5 separate regions of the Mus musculus genome follow, and all the other regions are linked to region 1. The links are chromatin contacts, called in public promoter capture Hi-C maps. All regions are on one chromosome and are shown on one strand. The core of a region is the stretch at or near the end of the contact, and the rest is flanking DNA. Distances in the headings are between cores, read along the strand shown.

Region 1 (3,178 bases), core at 426-2,925:
ATGTGCTCGAGACGGCTCATGCACCGGAACTTTGGTTATCCTGGATGAAACCTAAGAACTGGAATCATGGGAGTCAAAGACAGAATCAGTACAGGTTCAAGTCTGTACGTTAGTCACTTTTCTGTCACCGTGATAAAATACCAGGACGAAGGCAAGTTACAGAAGAAAGAGTCCATCATGGCGAGGAGACACAGCATGAAGTGGCAAGCATGGCGGGAGGAGCTGGAAGCTGAGAGACCACATCTTCACCCTCCAGCACAAACCACCAGAGAGCAAACTGGAAGTTGAGTGGGACTATAAGCAATCACTGTCTACTAGTGACACGCCTCCTTCAGCTAGGCCCCACCTCCCAAAGAAACCCCAAAGCGCAAGGCCAACTCAGAACTGAGTGTTCAAATATCTGAACTTGTAGGAAACAATCTTACCCAAACCACCACCAAGTCCAACCTGACTTTGTTTACTTCAGATGCAGAGTGTGTATTTTTATGCATGAAATAATACTACATTATGCTGGGTCACCTATGGGGCGTCCTAGTAAGAGGCACGTGATGATCTTTCCTCCCACAACTTGTGGTGGTACTCCTAATCATGTGATTATAAGCCTGTTCCCTGAATTTCTGTATCATACCTTTCTTATTTTGTGATTAATGCATTACATGAGAAGTGGGTTATTTTGAGACTACGTGCTACACCTTACCACAGGCTTGTCTTCTGGTTTTAGCATCTTTTCATTGGTTCTCACCTAAATTGATTCACAGAGAATAAAAGTCTTTTTTTTTTTTTTTTTTTTAAGCACACAATTCAGGTACTGGAGAGATGGCTTAGAGGTTAAGAGCACTGGCTATTCCTCCAGTGAGAAACAATGCACCCATTAACTGTCTGTTGTCTTCCACACTTCCCTTATTCCCAACTTCCACCAACCACGAATCCACTCTGTTTCAGTTAAGCAGTTGTAAACCAGCCAGTTGTTGGTGCTGGAAACCAAAGGCCAGTGTTGGTGCTGGAAACCAAAGGCCAGTGTTAGTGCTGGAAACCAAACTCGGGTCTTCTGGAAGTGCACCAAGTGTTGTAAGCTCGCTTGTGCTCTCTCTCTCTCTCTCTCTCTCTCGCCCCTGACTCTATGGACCTGCCTACATAGGGCATTTCACATAAAAGTAGTCGTATGGTGTGTGACTCTGTGTTTTTATTTCATTAATGTGCTTTCAGGGTTTACCTGTTGTCTTGTAGTTTTAAACTAGCGGTGTTTTATTCCTTTTTATATGCTGCAATTATCACTGTGACTCTTGGGAGATGCTGATCTAAATACAAATTTCCGTCTAAACTTATGAAGGTGATATGGTTTTTATCATCCTTTGGCGAGTTGCTTTTAAAGAAAACTGCTCCATTGTCGTTCCTTTTATCAGATGAAAGGGACTATGACGACCGCCTTTCTTAGGGTTTGCGGAATCCTTGCTCGTTTCCACTCTAACAAGGCAGTCTCCGATTTTAAAGAGCTACAACGACCACCTCTCTTGAAGTGTGCACTATCTTCCCTCCTTTCCGATGGACGCACCGAAAGCTCGCCTCTCTTTCCAGCTGTCATCCCACGAGCTCCTCCCTCTCCTTAAGCTCCCCCCCCCCCAGGAGGAGGAAGTGACGCACAGGAAGTGTCCCGATCCCCTTACATTGGAGGAAGGAATCAAACTCCCAAGATGGCGGCGGCGTCTGAGGAGCGGATGGCTGAGGAAGGAGGCGGCGGCCACGGCGACGGCGGCTCCTGTTCGGCTGCCGGCTCCGCTCAGCGACAGCCCCCGGCGCCCCCGTCGCAGGCCCCGCCGCCCGGGTCCCAGGCACCCGCCGCGCCCGCGCTGGCACCGGACCACCTGCCCCAAAACAACACACTGGTGGCGCTGCCCATCGTAGCCATCGAGAACATCCTCAGCTTTATGTCCTACGACGAAATTAGCCAGCTCCGCCTGGTGAGGGCCGAGGCCTGGGGAGGACCGGCGAGGGCGGCGCGTTCCTGGGGAGGGAGCCCCGCCGGCTCGGGACACGGAGCGCGCGCGTCCCCGGCAGCCGGGAAGTGGCGCTGGCGACGGCCGGCGGGGTGCTTGCTGCTGCCGCGCTGGCATCGCGACCGCCGGGCGGGCGAGGCTCCGCTCTGCGCCTCGCCCCGCCCCGAGGGTCTCCTCGCCCCTAGCCCGGGACGCGCCCGCCTGCGAGAAGTAACGGAGCGGGGCTTGGTGCCCTCCGCCCGGCTGGACCGGCGACAGGGACTCCCGAAGGGGCAGGCGCCTGCCTCGACTGCCCGCTCGGGCTCTGGAGTTCACTCCCAAGTGGGCAGAGGATCCCAGCCAGGCTTGGGTTGTGTTGCAAGAATAGTGTGTATTGTCCCTCCAACCCAGGCTTTCTGCTTGAAAAGGATGAAGGGGGTTTGGCTGTCCCCCCCCCACCCCCCCCCGCTCCCCCTTGAGCCCCAGTTGCGGTTCTAAGATTGCAGTTGTGTTGTGCGTTTAAAACCCCAGAGCCTTAGTTGCTCACTAAAGTAGAGCCCTGGGAGATGATGACCTGACTGGCTTTGCCTCCCTGACACTCCTTACTATAGCGAAGCAACTTGTCCCCTTGTCAAGCTATTACCCCCTCCCGCTTGTTTGCTTTTTTTTTTCAAATGTGCTTCAAGCCCACCCTCCTGCAGTCGGAGTGGTTTACTTATTATACCCTAAAAATAACACATTGTCCTAGCCAAAATTTAAAAAGAAAAAAAATTGCCATTGGAATTTTACTACATCCCTGAGGTTTGACCGAAGATTTGATGAATTACTTGGTTCAGGAAGATATCTCACTTCCTACCGGGGTATTTCCCCTTAGGTGGTTAGGAAATTGGAGGAGGTGGACATTTTGAAGTGGTTGTGAGCTGGTTTGATGTAGTCACTTAAATGTGCTCGGGATTGTTGATAAAAGGACAAAGACATCTTTCTGAATGTGCTGTGTGTGGCGGTTACTTATTCATCGCTATGCCATATTTTAGCCCTATTCTTCCATCTCTAAATTGACCAGTATTGTGTTTCAAAGGAAATCATCTTTAAAAACAGCTTGCAGTCATTCATTCAAACTCCGGGGCAGGTTTTGTGTGTGTTTCCCCACACTCTGTGGAATGGAAAATTTCTTCTGTTTAGAGTAGGTATTTCAGAATACAGTT
Region 2 (3,182 bases), core at 107-2,606, 3.0 Mb before region 1:
GATGCGGGGATATGGGGCTGCTTCAGACCATCCAACTATGACAGCGGCTGCTGACTCTGATTTGCCTCTTGCCCTAGCAGAGGCGTGGTTTTGCTACCTGTGGATAATTTCTGTGATTGTATGATATTTGAAATCAACTTTTCAGATGGTATATAAATGCTAAAGAGTGGAGACAGGGTGGCATAGTTGTGCTCACAGAGAAAATAAGATTGGGGTCTGTATCTCTTTTTCTCTCCTCTATCATTGTTCTTCTCCTATCTAGAGGTAGAGGATGAAACTGGGAGAATAAAGCATGGGAAAAGAATCCACAAAGTAGCTCAGACCAGCTACATATCTTCTCATAGGGTTTCCCAGAAAACAGCCTAGTTGATTGAATACAGCTAGTTGTTCTGGAGAGTTTGGTGGTAATGTTTTCTTCATGCTGCTGTGAGATGACAGCTGTCAGTCAGGTTCTCAAATGGGAAACTACAGTTCAGAGAACGGTATTGTAAATGCTGTCATTTACTACAGAGCAGGGGAGATGGTGGTACAAACAGGAGAATTCACAAAAACGCTTAAACACCGTGTATAATTCCAGGTGCGGGGGAAGGCCCGCATCCCCCGAGCCAGCTGCTTAGAAAGACTAACCATATGGGCCAGCTCTTTGTTTCTGAGAGACCCTAACTCCTTGAATGAGGTGAAAGAGGCATGGAAGATGATTCCCACCATCAACCTAGGACTTCCACATGCACACATAGATGCATGCCCACACATGCAAATATGCACACACACACACACGGAAATGAGAAGGCAAAACAGGCTGTATACTACCTCTGGCAGTCCACGTTTCCACTCTCTCGATACTTGCTACCAAACTTCATGCTTGTTCTAATCTATTAGATGGCTCTGTGTCATCCTGACTCCCAAAGGTGAGCATAGTTTTGCATTCATTGGCTATATTTTTTTTATGAATTGCCTGTGCTTACCTTTCCCCCCTTCCTTTATCTTGTTTGTAGTCACTTTCTATACATTTTTGTTAAAGTGTGGCACAAAAATGGCAAAATTACAGTTGTAAACCCGTGTAGCCCTGGCTGTCCTGCGGAGCTCATTCTGTAGACCAGGCTAGCCTCGAACTTGGAGACCCGACTGGCTCTGCCACCATGTGCTGGGACTAATCCCCTGCACCACCACTGCACGGCTTTAGCTTTGCTACTTTTGTTTATGACCCTGGACAAGTTAATTAAATGTATCTGATTGGGGAAAGCCGAGTGATAGTAAACACCTCTCTCTACCCCTACTAGACCTCATGAAAGACCTGTAGAGATACAGACTTCCAAGCCGGAAAACCCCGCCCTTGCTCTTGCCCCGCCCCTTCCGCCCCGGAGCGCGTGCGCAGTTCCTCGCCGCCGAGCTCTTCAAGGGTCTCTACCTTTAGGTACCGGGCGGCTGCCGTGGGCCGTGTGCGGAGGGCTCCGCCCGGCTCGTCCACCATGCACTGGGGGCTGTGCCCTCGCGGGCCCGGGGCGGCGGCGGTCGCCGCGGCTGGGAGCTTCTGGGGGCCAGCCCGTTTGCCCAGCCGCCTAGGGTGTCTGGGGATGACGAGGAGGCTCGTGGTACGATCCGTGGCCGGGGCGGACAGCCCCCAGAGCAGCTCGAAAGGCGGCAGATACCGTGACACGGTGCTGCTGCCGCAGACCAGCTTCCCGATGAAGCTGCTGGGCCGCCAGCAGTCCGACATGGAGCTGGAGATCCAGCAGGTACCGGACGCGGCCACCCGAGCAGGGCGGGGCGGGCCAGCTCTGCGGGAACCCTGCAGGCCGCGCGGCTTCCCCGGCGAGCGCCCAGCGGGCCGGGTTCCAAAGTGAAGCCCGGAGCCGCACCGAGCACCTTCCGATTTCCGCTCCCAGCGAGTCGGCTTTGCACACTTTTCCCTTTGTCACTTGTCAGAAAGTAGCCAGCGTGAGCATGTGTAAATGAAACTTCAGGAGTGGGCTGGAGAGGTAGCTCGGCGCCTAAGAGCGCTTGCCACCCTTGCGGAGGATCCGCGTTCCGTTTCCAGCACACAAGTCTGGCAGTTCACAACCACCTGTAACTCCAACTCCAGAAGATCCGATGCCTGACCTCTGTCTGCAGGCACCCGCGCTCGCGTGCACCACACACGAATAATCAAAGAGAAACTTAAAACTAAACTTAAAACATTATAAAAGTATTACCAAAGAAGGGAGGTTGAACCCCACCTTAGTCACATGTTTAGGTTTTTCACAGGAATCATGATTTCTTTGAAGGACAAAGTAGCGGCCCTTTTCTGGGTCCCCTGTGTCGTCGGTATCTGTCTCCTATGTCATACTGAATTTGCTAACGTCTGAGATTCATTCGTTAGTGTCTGCACACTAGAGTATTTAAGATATTTCTGATAATCAGGAATACTGCTTAAGTGAATAGCGTTAGCCTGAATATTCTTTGGATTTAGGGAATTATTGAGGCCAAAGAATTGAAAGAATAAATTACCAGTGTGTTTTGGGTGGCAGAGTGGACTGGGAATAGACAGGTTTTTCAGCAGGTCTGTATTGAGGTAGTGAATACTGAGAGACTTGCTAAGAATTTAGAGCCACCATGCCACATAAACGTTTACACTTTAGTCTGAAGAATTGTTGGGATTTTTGAAGACTACTGAAGGGCTGGAGAGATGGCTCAGTGGTTAAGAGCACTGATTGCTCTTCCAGAGGTCCTGAGTTCAAATCCCAGCAACCACGTGGTGGCTCACAACCATCTGTAATGGGATCTGATGCCCTCTTCTGGTGTGTCTGAAGACAGCTACAGTGTACTTATATAAATAAAATAAAGAAAATCTTAAGAATAAATAAATAAAGACTACTGAAAGTGTTAAGAGAATTCTAGTTTATTCCAAAAAGTTTTCCAGGTTCTATTTCTGGGCTGAATGGATTGGAATGGGATAAATGATGACCAGGTATTGATAAGGGTCTATGTATTTATGTGATATCTAAACATTGGCTTTTTTTTTTTTTTTTTAACAGAAATGTGGCTTTTCAGAGCTTTATTCCTGGCAAAGAGAAAGAAAAGTAAAGACGGAATTTTGCCTTCATGACGGGCCTCCTTATGCCAACGGTGACCCTCATGTTGGGCATGCCCTGAACAAGGTAATTAGAATTGAAGTGTAGAGCTTGGAAGTAAGTACTCTGCTA
Region 3 (3,304 bases), core at 693-3,192, 2.7 Mb after region 1:
TGGGGCTGTCAGTCACCCAATGCAGCTGCTGGGATCCTCAGCAAGAGCAGTACATGTTCTAACTGCTGGGACACCTCGCCAGACCCGTGATTTCATTTTTAAGTAGTCCAGCCTATATAAAATCATCCAAGCTTATAAGGAAATAACTGGAACTAATTGACCCAATAGAGCCATGCAAGTCTCCACTGATTAAGGCACTCTCTGCAAAGCTGCCTAATTTGGGCAATGTAGATGGTAAGGAATTAGGTTATAATTATACAGCAGTGGTTCTCTGCCTTCCTAGTGCTGTGACCCTTTAATCCAGTTCCTCATGTTGTAGTGACCCCAACCATAAAAATTATTTTCGTTACTAATGTATAGCTGTAATTTTGTTACTGTTGTCAATCATAATCTAAGCATCTGTGTTTTCCGATGATCTTAGACAACCCCTATGAAACAGTCATTCGACCTTCAAGGGGTCTGCAATCCACAGGTCTCTGAGAACCACTGCTATACTCTCACTGAGGGAAAATAAAAGGAACAATGTATTTTAATAATGGCCTGTTTTCCAGAAAACAATAAATGTCCAAAACTTCTCTGTCAAGGTTCTGTGTGTTAGCAATGGCAGCACAAAACAAAAGGCTGTGTTCCCTTGCCCTGACAAGGCTCAGTGTGGAACCATAAAACTGAATAGAAAGAATGAAGAACAAGTATGACTTGTCCTGGGTGGAGATTTAGTTGCCAAACTCCAAGGCTATGGGGTTCTAAGTCGGGTGCTTCCCCAAAGCAAAAAGGTTGGGTGTGTGTGTGTGTGTGTGTGTGTACACGCAAGAGCACCCACGTGTCCCTCCTCACTCCCATGTGTGCATCACAACACTTAGGACAAGGCCTAGCATGGAAAATACTACTCAATCAACATGTTGACTAGAAGCTGAAAGAATAAGTAAACATCCAAAACTTAAAAAGAAAAAAAAAATTCCCACATTTTTATTAAGAATAAGACGACTGGAGTGGAGGGTGGGGGTGCGAAGAGGCAAGGGCATCAGTATGTCCAGGTCAGCCCACACTGCCTCAAGCAATTAAAGTGAGAACTGCAGGCGGATTTCGACAAGCAAAAACACAAACTGAAAACCAGAAAAACACACACACACAAAAAAGCAAGCAGCTAGCGGGGTAACTCAGAAGCACGGTGTATATGCTTACCACGTTCAGAAGTGCTGAGCTAAATCCGTATCACCAAGCCACAAAAATAGGTGCACTATAATATTGCTAGTACAACTCAGCTTTCTTAATTGTCCCCAAGAGACAAACTACAATGGACCTCCAAGAAATCCGTGTCTTATTTCCCTTTCCCACAAGTACAAGAACCCTTCAAACCCATCAGAACAACAGAGATGGACAGAGGAGCCACTGAAGTTCTGAACTCTCTCTCGACAGTGGAGATCCCCAAATTGGGAGGGAGAGAAAAGCCTTTTCTTCTTTTTTTCCTTTAATTTAGGAGCGGAACAAGGCCCGGCCCGGCTCGGCCAGGCGAGGCGTCCGGTCCTCCCGCAGGGCTCGATGCAGGCGCACGCTAGGGAGACGCCCCTCGGCGACCTGCGCCCAGCCCGGCCCGGCCCTGCCCACCCCGGCGACCCCGCCGTGTTACCCAGTTTCTGGGCAGCCTTCTCCAGCACTTGCTGCAGCTTCTCCTTGGAGCGACCCGCCACGGCCCAGGGCAGGCGGGAGCTCTGCTCCGAGGCTATCTGCTCCCGGGCCACCTCCTCCGTCACGAACTGGCCGGTGAAGCCAGAGGCGCCGAACACCACCAGGTGGAAAGGCCTCTGCTCCGTCGCCATGACGAGTCCACAGCGAGCTGCAGCCCGGGGCGGGCTGAGTCCACCGCGCCTGCGCCTCAGGCCGGGACCCCAGTACCGGGCGCAGCAACCGCCGCTGTCCTGGCCGCCGTCGGCGCGGCTACAGCGCCCGGCTCCCTTCGGCCCACGCGCGGGCCACGCCCACAGCCACGCCCACGCCTCCTCGCGACCAAGCTGCTGCGCCGCATCCCGGGCCACCGGCCGGTGCCGCGCCGCCACATCCGGCTCGGGCTGCACGTCCGCTTCGGTGGCTGACAGGAGCGGCCGACGGCCCATTGCTGCCCGCCGCCCGGCTACCCGCATCAATCTGGCCACCCGAATCATCGCGTCCTCTTGGTTCCCCTGAAGCAGAACCAGGGCGGGCCGGTTCTTCCCGCTTCTCTGGGGGGATTGCGAAAAGAGACGGCCGGGGGGTCGCCCACGCCGAGAACTGGAGCTTGGAAGTCGGTGGCGGAGGAGAAGCTTATTAGCAATAAGGAACGCTGGTGACCCGAGCTGAGAGCATTGGACTGACTGTCTGTCATCCAGCCTTTCTGATGGTGTCAGAGACCATTGCTTTGGGCTAGGCTTCCTTTAAAAAAATTTTTTAAATTATTTTTAAGTTTGTTTATGCGTCTGTATGTCTTGTCTGTGCACACGCCCGTGCCACAGGAGCCAGGGGACAACTAGTCTAGGGATCAAATGTCAGGATCAGCAGTAAGCACTTGTGCCTACTGAGCTATTCTCGGAGCTGCTACAGACCAAACCTAATCGTGTTCGTTGAGACTTATTGTAGAAAGCAGAATGTCCATGGGGGTGGGTACAGCAGCTAGGCCAGGGTATTTAGATGACCACTATCCCATGAAGCCTCTCATTTGCCTTAGTGATTTTTTTTTTTTTTTTCTGTAAATATCACTTGACTTGAATTCCGTTCTGGATTTCTTAGACCCAGCTCTGGTTTTCAGGGCTGCCCAAATTGCTGATTATTGTTGAGCGTTGTTTGTTTGTTTGTTTTCCTTTGTCTTAAGCTTGCTTAAAGTTTTGTTGTTGCTTTTGTTTCCAGACAGCTTCTCTGTGGCCTCAGAATCTGGGTCCTCCAGTGTCAGTCTCCTGAGTCTTTGAATTACAAGCCTTCCACCCCACTTCCCACCCCACTCCTTTTCTTTTGTTTTTTTGAGACAGTGTTTCTCTTTGTTAACTCTGGTGGCTGTCCTGGGACTCTCTTGGTAGACTAGGCCAGCCTCCAGCTCAGATCCACCAGCCTCTGCCTCCTGAGCACTGGACCAGCTTCCCCTGCTGTTTTTTGTTGTTGTTGTTTTGTTTTGTTTTGTTTTTAATGCTCTAGTTGGTTTTCTCTCACGATCAAGAAATTCTTGGGGAATGAAGAGATGGCTCCACAGTTAAGCACACTAGATGCTCTTCCAGAGAACTCAGGTTCGATTCCTAGCACCCACAAGGCAACTTACAGCCTTCTGTAACTCCAGTTCCAG
Region 4 (3,496 bases), core at 65-2,564, 2.5 Mb before region 1:
AGAGGGAAAGTGAAGGGGCAGAGAAGGGGGGGGGGAACACGTGCTACATGGGTAGGCTCTCTCAGTCTGTGTCACCTATCAGAAGCAAACACACTTGCTCTGCCAGTTACAGAGGTTGGGGCTCTGTCCTGTCTTTCCTCCCATGCAGAAGTCTGTCGTCTCTGGTGACTGTCCACGCAGCAGAATTCAACATTCTAAGCCCTTGGCTATTTTAAAATTTTTATTTTTATTTTAAGTATGTGGATGTTTTTGCCCGCATGTATGCCTGAGTACCACCTGTGTTCCAGCTATCTGCGGGGGGCAGAGAGAGTGGGGGTCTGCAGGGGGCAGAGAGAGTGGGGGTCTGCAGGGGGCAGAGAGAGTGGGGGTCTCTTGGCACTGGAATTGCAGACAGATACGATCTGCTATGTAAGTACTGGGAGTCCATCTGGGTGCTCTTAACCACTGAGTCATTTCGCCATTTATTTATTTAGCGTTTATTCTCCCCCTGTCTCCTCTTTCTGTCTCTCCATGTACACCTCCCACCCTCTCCTCTCTCGTGTCTCTTGTCTCAGTCTTCCCCTCCCCTTCCCAGTCCCCCTCTCCTTCTCCCTCCCACTCTCTCTGTTTGTTCAAGAAATGGTTCCCTCCCTTCTATCACATGGCTCCCAGGGACTGAATTCGAGATGTCAGTGTTGGCAGCCAGGACCTTTATGGGTTGAGCGGCTTTCAACTGATGAGTTAATCATTGATGCTTCTGAGACAGGTCCTGGCCATCAATAGCCCACCGTGATCTTGAACTTGGGGCTATCTCTTAGCCAAAGCCTGACATTTGGATTCCGTTTAGATCGTTGTCTGAGAAAAGTCGACCAGAGTCCTCTATTCGGACCTCAGCAAGTGGTAAGCTCTGGCAGCCTTTCCCTTCCTTGCGCTGTCTTAATTGGCTGGTGTACCTGTAACCTCAGGTCACGCTGCCAGAAGCCGCGCCAGTAGTTTTGTCTCTACCTGCAGAGATGGAAGCCGAGCGTTCCAGAGAGTTGCGCGATCTTCGGGAGACCTATCCCAAAGTTGTCCCCAGGAAACATTCCTCCATTCTGCTTCATTTCAGTGCAGCAGCTTCTTGCACAATTGAGTGTGCTCCTTTTAGAAGCAAAAGGGTTAATGAGTGTAGCAGGTTGAAGAGTCATGGGGGGAGGGATCACTTTAAAGGCGGACAGAGACAAAGTAAAATGAAAGTGACCACCCCACGCTGTCACCCGCGATGGGCGTGGGCCAGGCTCCGCCGACACTGATCTGGACGTGAGCAGCATAAGTTTGACAGGCAGTGCGGCTGCGCCAACCCTGGCTCCTCCCACACTCCCGGAGCCTTAAGCCCCGCCTCGACACCGCGGCCCAGTAGCCCAGGCCTGCCCGGGATAGTGTAACATGGGTTCCTCCAGCTCTACGGCTCTGGCTCGCCTCGGCCTCCCTGGGCAGCCGCGGTCCACCTGGCTCGGCGTCGCCGCGCTGGGGCTGGCTGCGGTGGCGCTGGGGACCGTAGCTTGGCGTCGCACGCGTCCCCGGCGGCGCCGGCAGCTGCAGCAGGTGGGCACGGTGTCGAAGGTTTGGATCTACCCGATCAAGTCCTGCAAGGGGGTGTCGGTGTGTGAGACCGAGTGCACGGACATGGGGCTGCGCTGTGGCAAAGTGCGCGACAGGTACGCCGAGCCCCGCACTGCACCGGGCGCGAATGGGCCGGGGCGAGGGAGGTGGGGCCTTGCCTATCCTTGCTCGGAAGTGTGAGACCTGGAACCAGGCGCCCCTCGGTGAGTGCAAACTTTGTGAGCCTGAGCCTGGAGCAAGTCGAGAGAGGAGTTCCGTACTGCAAGCTGTGTTCTCCCCAAACCTAGAAAGTAAGGGTTTGTTGCTTCTGGGAAACACACATATGGGAAAGAGATGACAGCAGTTACAGCACGGTGCACATTGACGAGCGTGTTCAAGTTGAAATCTAAGTTTGCAAGCCCAAATATGTCTGTGGGGAGACCTTCCGGGAGGAGAATTTTAGTTTTACCACATGCAAATTTACTCTAAAGCGAAACAGAGCGCCTGGATTTCGGCCCCCACCCCTTTCGGCTTCACAGAACTGAGGCTTGTTGCCTGAATTCTCTGGGCTGTCGAGCTTTGATCCTTTAGCTGCGAAGCCCGTGCTTCTGGCTAAAGTAGTTTTGGAAAACTGAGTTGGAGCATTCCTGGAACCCTGGGGGGTGGGGGGGGGGGGGGAGACTCCCCTGTCAGCTGTCCGTACAGCTCTCCTAACTGTAGGACACTAGAAATATAAAATGCCATTGGCTGAGCGTTTTCAAGAACATCGGGCCTTCCCTCTAGTTCTGGTGACCACTTGAACGAGTAAGGAGCAGAATTACACGGTTTGCCGGGGGTGGGGCGAGGGAGGGGTTGTGGTAGATGGCGATAGAGAGCTAGTCACAAACGGGTATGAAATAATAATAAAGGAGGTTAGAATAAAAAAAAAGAGTTTAGTTCTGCTACAGAATAAATTTATAGATCAGGAATTCCGCTCATGGATTTTCCATTCCTCATTGGCGGCCTATGTTTGCAATGCTGGGAGGTTTGGGTTTAAATTATCATTTACTGAGGGCCTGGGGATATAGCTCCGTTGGTAGGAGAGAGTGTTTGCCAAGGGTTCGTGAAGCCCTGAATTTTATCCTCCAGCATCCAAGGGAGGCATGGTGGCACATGCCAGTCATTTCCACACAGGAGGATCAGAAGTTCAAGGTCACTTCCAGGGAAGCTGTAGATTTGGGTTCAAGGCCTGCCTGAGCTATATGAAAACTTGTGTATATACTGAAATGAAATAAAATGAAATAAAATACTACCATTCCTCGAGAGTCCCATCCCTGTCCAAATGAATTGAAATCACCAAGAATGGAGAATCCCCCCAGGGGATTGTTCTGCTATAATGAAATGGTTTCCTGCGAGATCATTGTGAGAAAGATGTTTAGAGTTTATTAAAGTGTGGAGGTTAAGATCTCTGCGGTCAGGAAGACCTTGGGTACCTGGTACTGGATACTGTACAACACCCAGGGGGTTCTGAGGCCCACCGTGTTAACCAGAGGTGGCAAGGCAGATGTGAGCATCTTTCCTCTCACCTAGGAACCCTGGGGTATCTCACAGGCAACCAGTACCGACCGACCTGTTTCCTCAGATCATCAGAGCATGGCGTGTGCCTCACTGAGATTATCATGGCTTGCCTGTGATGTTGCTGGTGTAGGGAGAAAAGGTGTCCTTTGCCCTGCTTTTTTCTGCTCCCTGGGGATTCAATGAAGTAAATAGAACTGCATCTCTCGTTTTGAGCAATACATTCTTTCTTTCATTTTTTCCTTTTTTTTTTTTTAAATAAAAGATCTCCCTACATTGCTCTGACTGTCCTGAACTCTGGCTTGCTGTGTAGATAAGGTTGGCCTTGAACTTGTAGGGATCGGTCTGCTTCTGTTTCCCAAGTGCTAGGGTTATAGGCCTG
Region 5 (3,593 bases), core at 811-3,310, 2.8 Mb after region 1:
GGGGCTCAGGCGGGAAGGCGTTTGCAGAGAAAACATGGAAACCTGAGTCCTGATCCCCAAAGACCCACACCCATAACCTGAGTGCGTGGAGGATGGAGGCAGACGGAGCCGTGGACACTGACGGACAGCCAGCCCAGCAGGATCTGAGCTCCAGGGTCAGGAACAGAACATGTCTCAACAAAACAGTGGACAGTGACAGTCACGTGACATCACACTACACAGGCACACACATGCATACCACATACACAAACAGAAACAGGGAGCTGGGGAGGTAGCTCCAGGGCAGAGCACTCGCCCAGCGCGTGTGCAAAGCCCAGGCTTTGACCCCTAACAAAGAAGGACAATGATAAATATAACTTTCCTAACGCCAACCACTCAAAAGGAAAATAAACCCTGCCCCAAGTTTCCTTGGACTGAGTAGGCTGTGGTCCACAGGCATTGTGAAATTTTTAAAAATGGTGCTAGGTCTGGAATTCAGGGCCTTATACGTGCGAAGTGGTCTACCACTGAGCTACAATCCCCTTGCCTTAAGAGGCTTATTTTAAAAATGAAAAACTCAAGAATATACTGGGTAAGTAAATTTTGTTATTGCTCTGATATTTTTTAAAAATCATTCTGAGGGAGGGACTGGGAGGAGAGGAGGCAGGGGAGGCAAGGATCGTGAGGTAAAGTTAATTAATTATTTAATTAATAAAAATTATAAAAATCATTCTGCCATATTCAATTGTTAAAATATAGCTCTGGGGAGGGGTGCAAGTCTAGAATCCTTCTGAGTTTATCAAAATGCCAATGGGGGGGGGTCACCTTTGCTTTTTTTCTTTTCCTGAGACATGGTTTCACTATATCCTAAACTAGCCCTGAACTCTATGCATCCCAGGCTGGCCTCCAACTGGTGGGTAATCAGCCTCCTGAATGCCAGGAGCACAGACTTTTACCACCATGCCTGGGAAGAATAATTTCAATAAAGAAAGGATGTTAAAAAACAAAACAAAAACTTAACAAAATCAAGATCAGTGAACAACAGTTAATAGCTTCTGCAGTGTACTAACTTACCATGCAAAAAAGGCCATCTTCAGGTGTCAATTCTTTCCGCCCTAGAGTTTCATTAGCTAAGGGCAATCTTGAGGCTACTTGGCAGGTGACACATTCCTGAGAAACTCTTTCCTTGTGCATTTATATGCCAAGCTCAATTATGCTGCCAGCAGAGTAAGCAGAAAGGATTGTACATATTTTAAACTAAGAAGTTGATTGGCCGCAGCTTCCAGCCTTGATGGAAGGGATAATGGGCAAAGCTTTGAGTACGATCCCCAAACACCGAAATCACTCTCAAAGAAAAGGATCTTCTAACACTGCCAAAATTCCCATTAGAGTATCCTATTTTTAGTCTTTGCAATCGGCCTTTTAAATTGCATTCTACGGTACAATGTGCTTAACTAAGTTTACACAGAGAATAAGGAAGCTTCCTAAGGCTTTAATCCTTTTAAACATGGGAAGGAATTTTAAGCTTTCAAATATTAAAATTTTTCAGCCTGAAATTTCAGTCTTGCAAACATGCATATTAAAAAGAAAAGGTAAATCTTGGCCCACAGGGAGGGAAAGAAGGGAGGCACTCGGCGGTTCCTGACAACCAAAGAGGTAGCTGTGGAGGGGAAAGAAGGTATATGGGGGCAAATAAAAGCTACCCGCAGGGAAGCTGGCACAGGCGACGGGCCACCGAACAGAGACACCGACGCGGAGTAGAAGCTGCCGGGTCCCCGGGGAGGGGAGCGCGCGCGGAGAAATTGGCGCGACGCGCGACAACCGCGTACCCGCAGAAAAGCGGGGAAAACAGGAGATCCGAGAGGGGGCGGATGCGAGAGGGACCCGCTGCAACTCCGGGGAGGACAGCGCCCGGGGAGGAGCCAGCGACTCCCCACAGCTCGGCGGTCGCCGCCAGCCGGCTGATCCCCTGCAGCCGGGCTGCTGGTCTTACCTGGGCATCCGAGGCAATGCAAGGGCTACCGCCGGGCGCCGGGTCTGTTTCCAGCCCCGCGCGCTGACATGGCGGCCGACGAGCTGTCACACCGCCGGCTCGGGTCTCCCGCGGCACTGGAGGATCGGACACCTCTAGCCTTCCCGCCCCGCCTCCCTCTGCGCAACCCTCCCGGCTGGCGGCCGGACCGAGGAGCATAGAGTGCGAGACCGCGGCTAGAGAGGAAGTGCGGAGGGCGGGCGACCATAGAGTTCCAGCACGGACACACCCGGAGAGTCCACGCACAGGAGCCTGGGGGCGGAGCCTAGGCGGAAGCGGAAGCGAGTGAGCAAAGGACTGAGGCTAGGTCGTTCGCATGCGCCATTCGTAATGTTTACTTCCGCCCGGCCTAGTGTGGTGGTGAAATGTGTGCACGTGTGATGGGGTGCTCTGCGTTCTTCGCAGAGGCTACCTTAACTGGTGTTTGAGGTGGACTTTAGAGGAGGATGAGGGGACCGGCGATGCGGCTTCCCCCGCGGATCGCGCTGTCAGCGTTGGCCCGCGGCCCATCTTGCATTCTAGGGTCCGGAGCGGCGACGCGGAAGGACTGGCAAACGAGGAACCGCCGCGGCTTCTCTGACTTCAATATAGAGCCGTTGCCTGATTCTGATTTGGAGGAGTCGTCCCCGTGGACATCCAGGAATCGATCGGAGCCTACGCGTCACATAGCATGTAAGAAAGCGGCCAGGAACCTGGTACGGGACCTGCTGGAGCACCAAAACCCATCCCGTCAAATTATACTAGAGTGCAATCCAGGTGAGTTGAACAGAAGCTTTGCCCTTAGCGTTTACGTGCCCAATATCCTAAATTAGTGTTTGTTTATTGTGTATGCGCGCGTGTTTAGGTCAGAAGACGACTTAGCGAGAGTCAGTTCTCGCCCTACACTTGTGATCTCAATGATTGAAACGAAGTGTTCAGGCTTTACGCCAACCGCCATTGCCCTCTGAGCGTTCTCATTGACCCTGAATTGTATTTTTTTCTTTCTTAAGCATCACTTCTTACTGACAGTCATTTCGTTTAGACTTGACAGTAATTTTTATGGCTAAACATTCAAATAGTCCGTGAGTAAGAGGTAGTCGCAATCTTACATACTATCTTATATACTTGTTTTTCTTCTAGGAAATAGTGACATTTGTTAGGACAGTAAGTGTTGCTGTCACTGACAGACAGAAGGCTGTACAGCTTACCTGTTGAGATGTTGTGGGTTCAAGGTAACTGCCTAATCATAGTTTTCTATATGCAAAAAGAATGTTATCTGGAAACATTGTGTCGTTGAAGCTTGTGTAAAGTCGACTTTGAAAGTGACTGTGGCCGGATGCAATGGCACACACCTTTAATCCCAGCAAGAGGCAGACTGATCTGTGAGTTGGAGGCCATCGAGGTCTACAGAGTGAATTCCAGGACAGCCAGAGCTACACAGTGAGATCCTGTCTTAAAAATAGAGGAAGAGAAAGACACACACACACACACACAGAGAGAGAGAGAGAGAGAGAGACAGACAGACAGACAGACAGACAGATAGAAATGGAGAGACAGAATCAGACAGTATGTTGTTTATTTTGCAAATAAAGTTTTTCTGTTA

Evidence for each region. Promoter capture Hi-C pulls out the DNA fragments that hold promoters and counts their contacts.
Region 2: a contact with region 1 is called in a promoter capture Hi-C map of hippocampal neurons, with 4 times the contacts expected there. The contact joins the promoter of Iars2 here to the promoter of Fbxo28 in region 1. A contact is called at or near these places in 3 of 39 promoter capture datasets (cranial neural crest, hippocampal neurons and pre-B cells).
Region 3: a contact with region 1 is called in a promoter capture Hi-C map of pre-B cells, with 6 times the contacts expected there. The contact joins the promoter of Sccpdh here to the promoter of Fbxo28 in region 1. A contact is called at or near these places in 2 of 39 promoter capture datasets (hippocampal neurons and pre-B cells).
Region 4: a promoter capture Hi-C map of liver shows a contact between it and region 1, with 4 times the contacts expected there. The contact joins the promoter of Mtarc2 here to the promoter of Fbxo28 in region 1.
Region 5: a contact with region 1 is called in a promoter capture Hi-C map of pre-B cells, with 6 times the contacts expected there. The contact joins the promoter of Cnst here to the promoter of Fbxo28 in region 1. A contact is called at or near these places in 3 of 39 promoter capture datasets (liver, neutrophils and pre-B cells), 1 of 484 Hi-C or Micro-C datasets (pre-B cells) and 1 of 9 other capture datasets (adipose tissue).

Annotation. Positions count from the first base shown.
Region 1 is chr1:182,340,103-182,343,280 of GRCm38.p6, reverse strand. It overlaps Fbxo28 (F-box protein 28), which reads left to right and starts at 1,675. Exons shown (of 5, transcript NM_175127.2): 1 at 1,675-1,958. The coding sequence starts at 1,692.
Region 2 is chr1:185,327,575-185,330,756 of GRCm38.p6, reverse strand. Iars2 (isoleucine-tRNA synthetase 2, mitochondrial) reads left to right here and starts at 1,356. Exons shown (of 23, transcript NM_198653.3): 1 at 1,356-1,736; 2 at 3,015-3,137. The coding sequence starts at 1,470. It also overlaps a transcript of Bpnt1 not described here.
Region 3 is chr1:179,666,869-179,670,172 of GRCm38.p6, reverse strand. It overlaps Sccpdh (saccharopine dehydrogenase (putative)), which reads right to left and starts at 1,942. Exons shown (of 12, transcript NM_178653.3): 1 at 1,628-1,942. The coding sequence starts at 1,817.
Region 4 is chr1:184,843,726-184,847,221 of GRCm38.p6, reverse strand. Mtarc2 (mitochondrial amidoxime reducing component 2) reads left to right here and starts at 1,314. Exons shown (of 8, transcript NM_133684.4): 1 at 1,314-1,676. The coding sequence starts at 1,405. It overlaps Gm34451 (a long non-coding RNA gene), which reads right to left and starts at 1,375. Exons shown (of 2, transcript XR_865818.3): 1 at 985-1,375.
Region 5 is chr1:179,544,996-179,548,588 of GRCm38.p6, reverse strand. Cnst (consortin, connexin sorting protein) reads right to left here and starts at 2,060. Exons shown (of 11, transcript NM_146105.3): 1 at 1,973-2,060. It overlaps Tfb2m (transcription factor B2, mitochondrial), which reads left to right and starts at 2,313. Exons shown (of 8, transcript NM_008249.5): 1 at 2,313-2,767. The coding sequence starts at 2,458.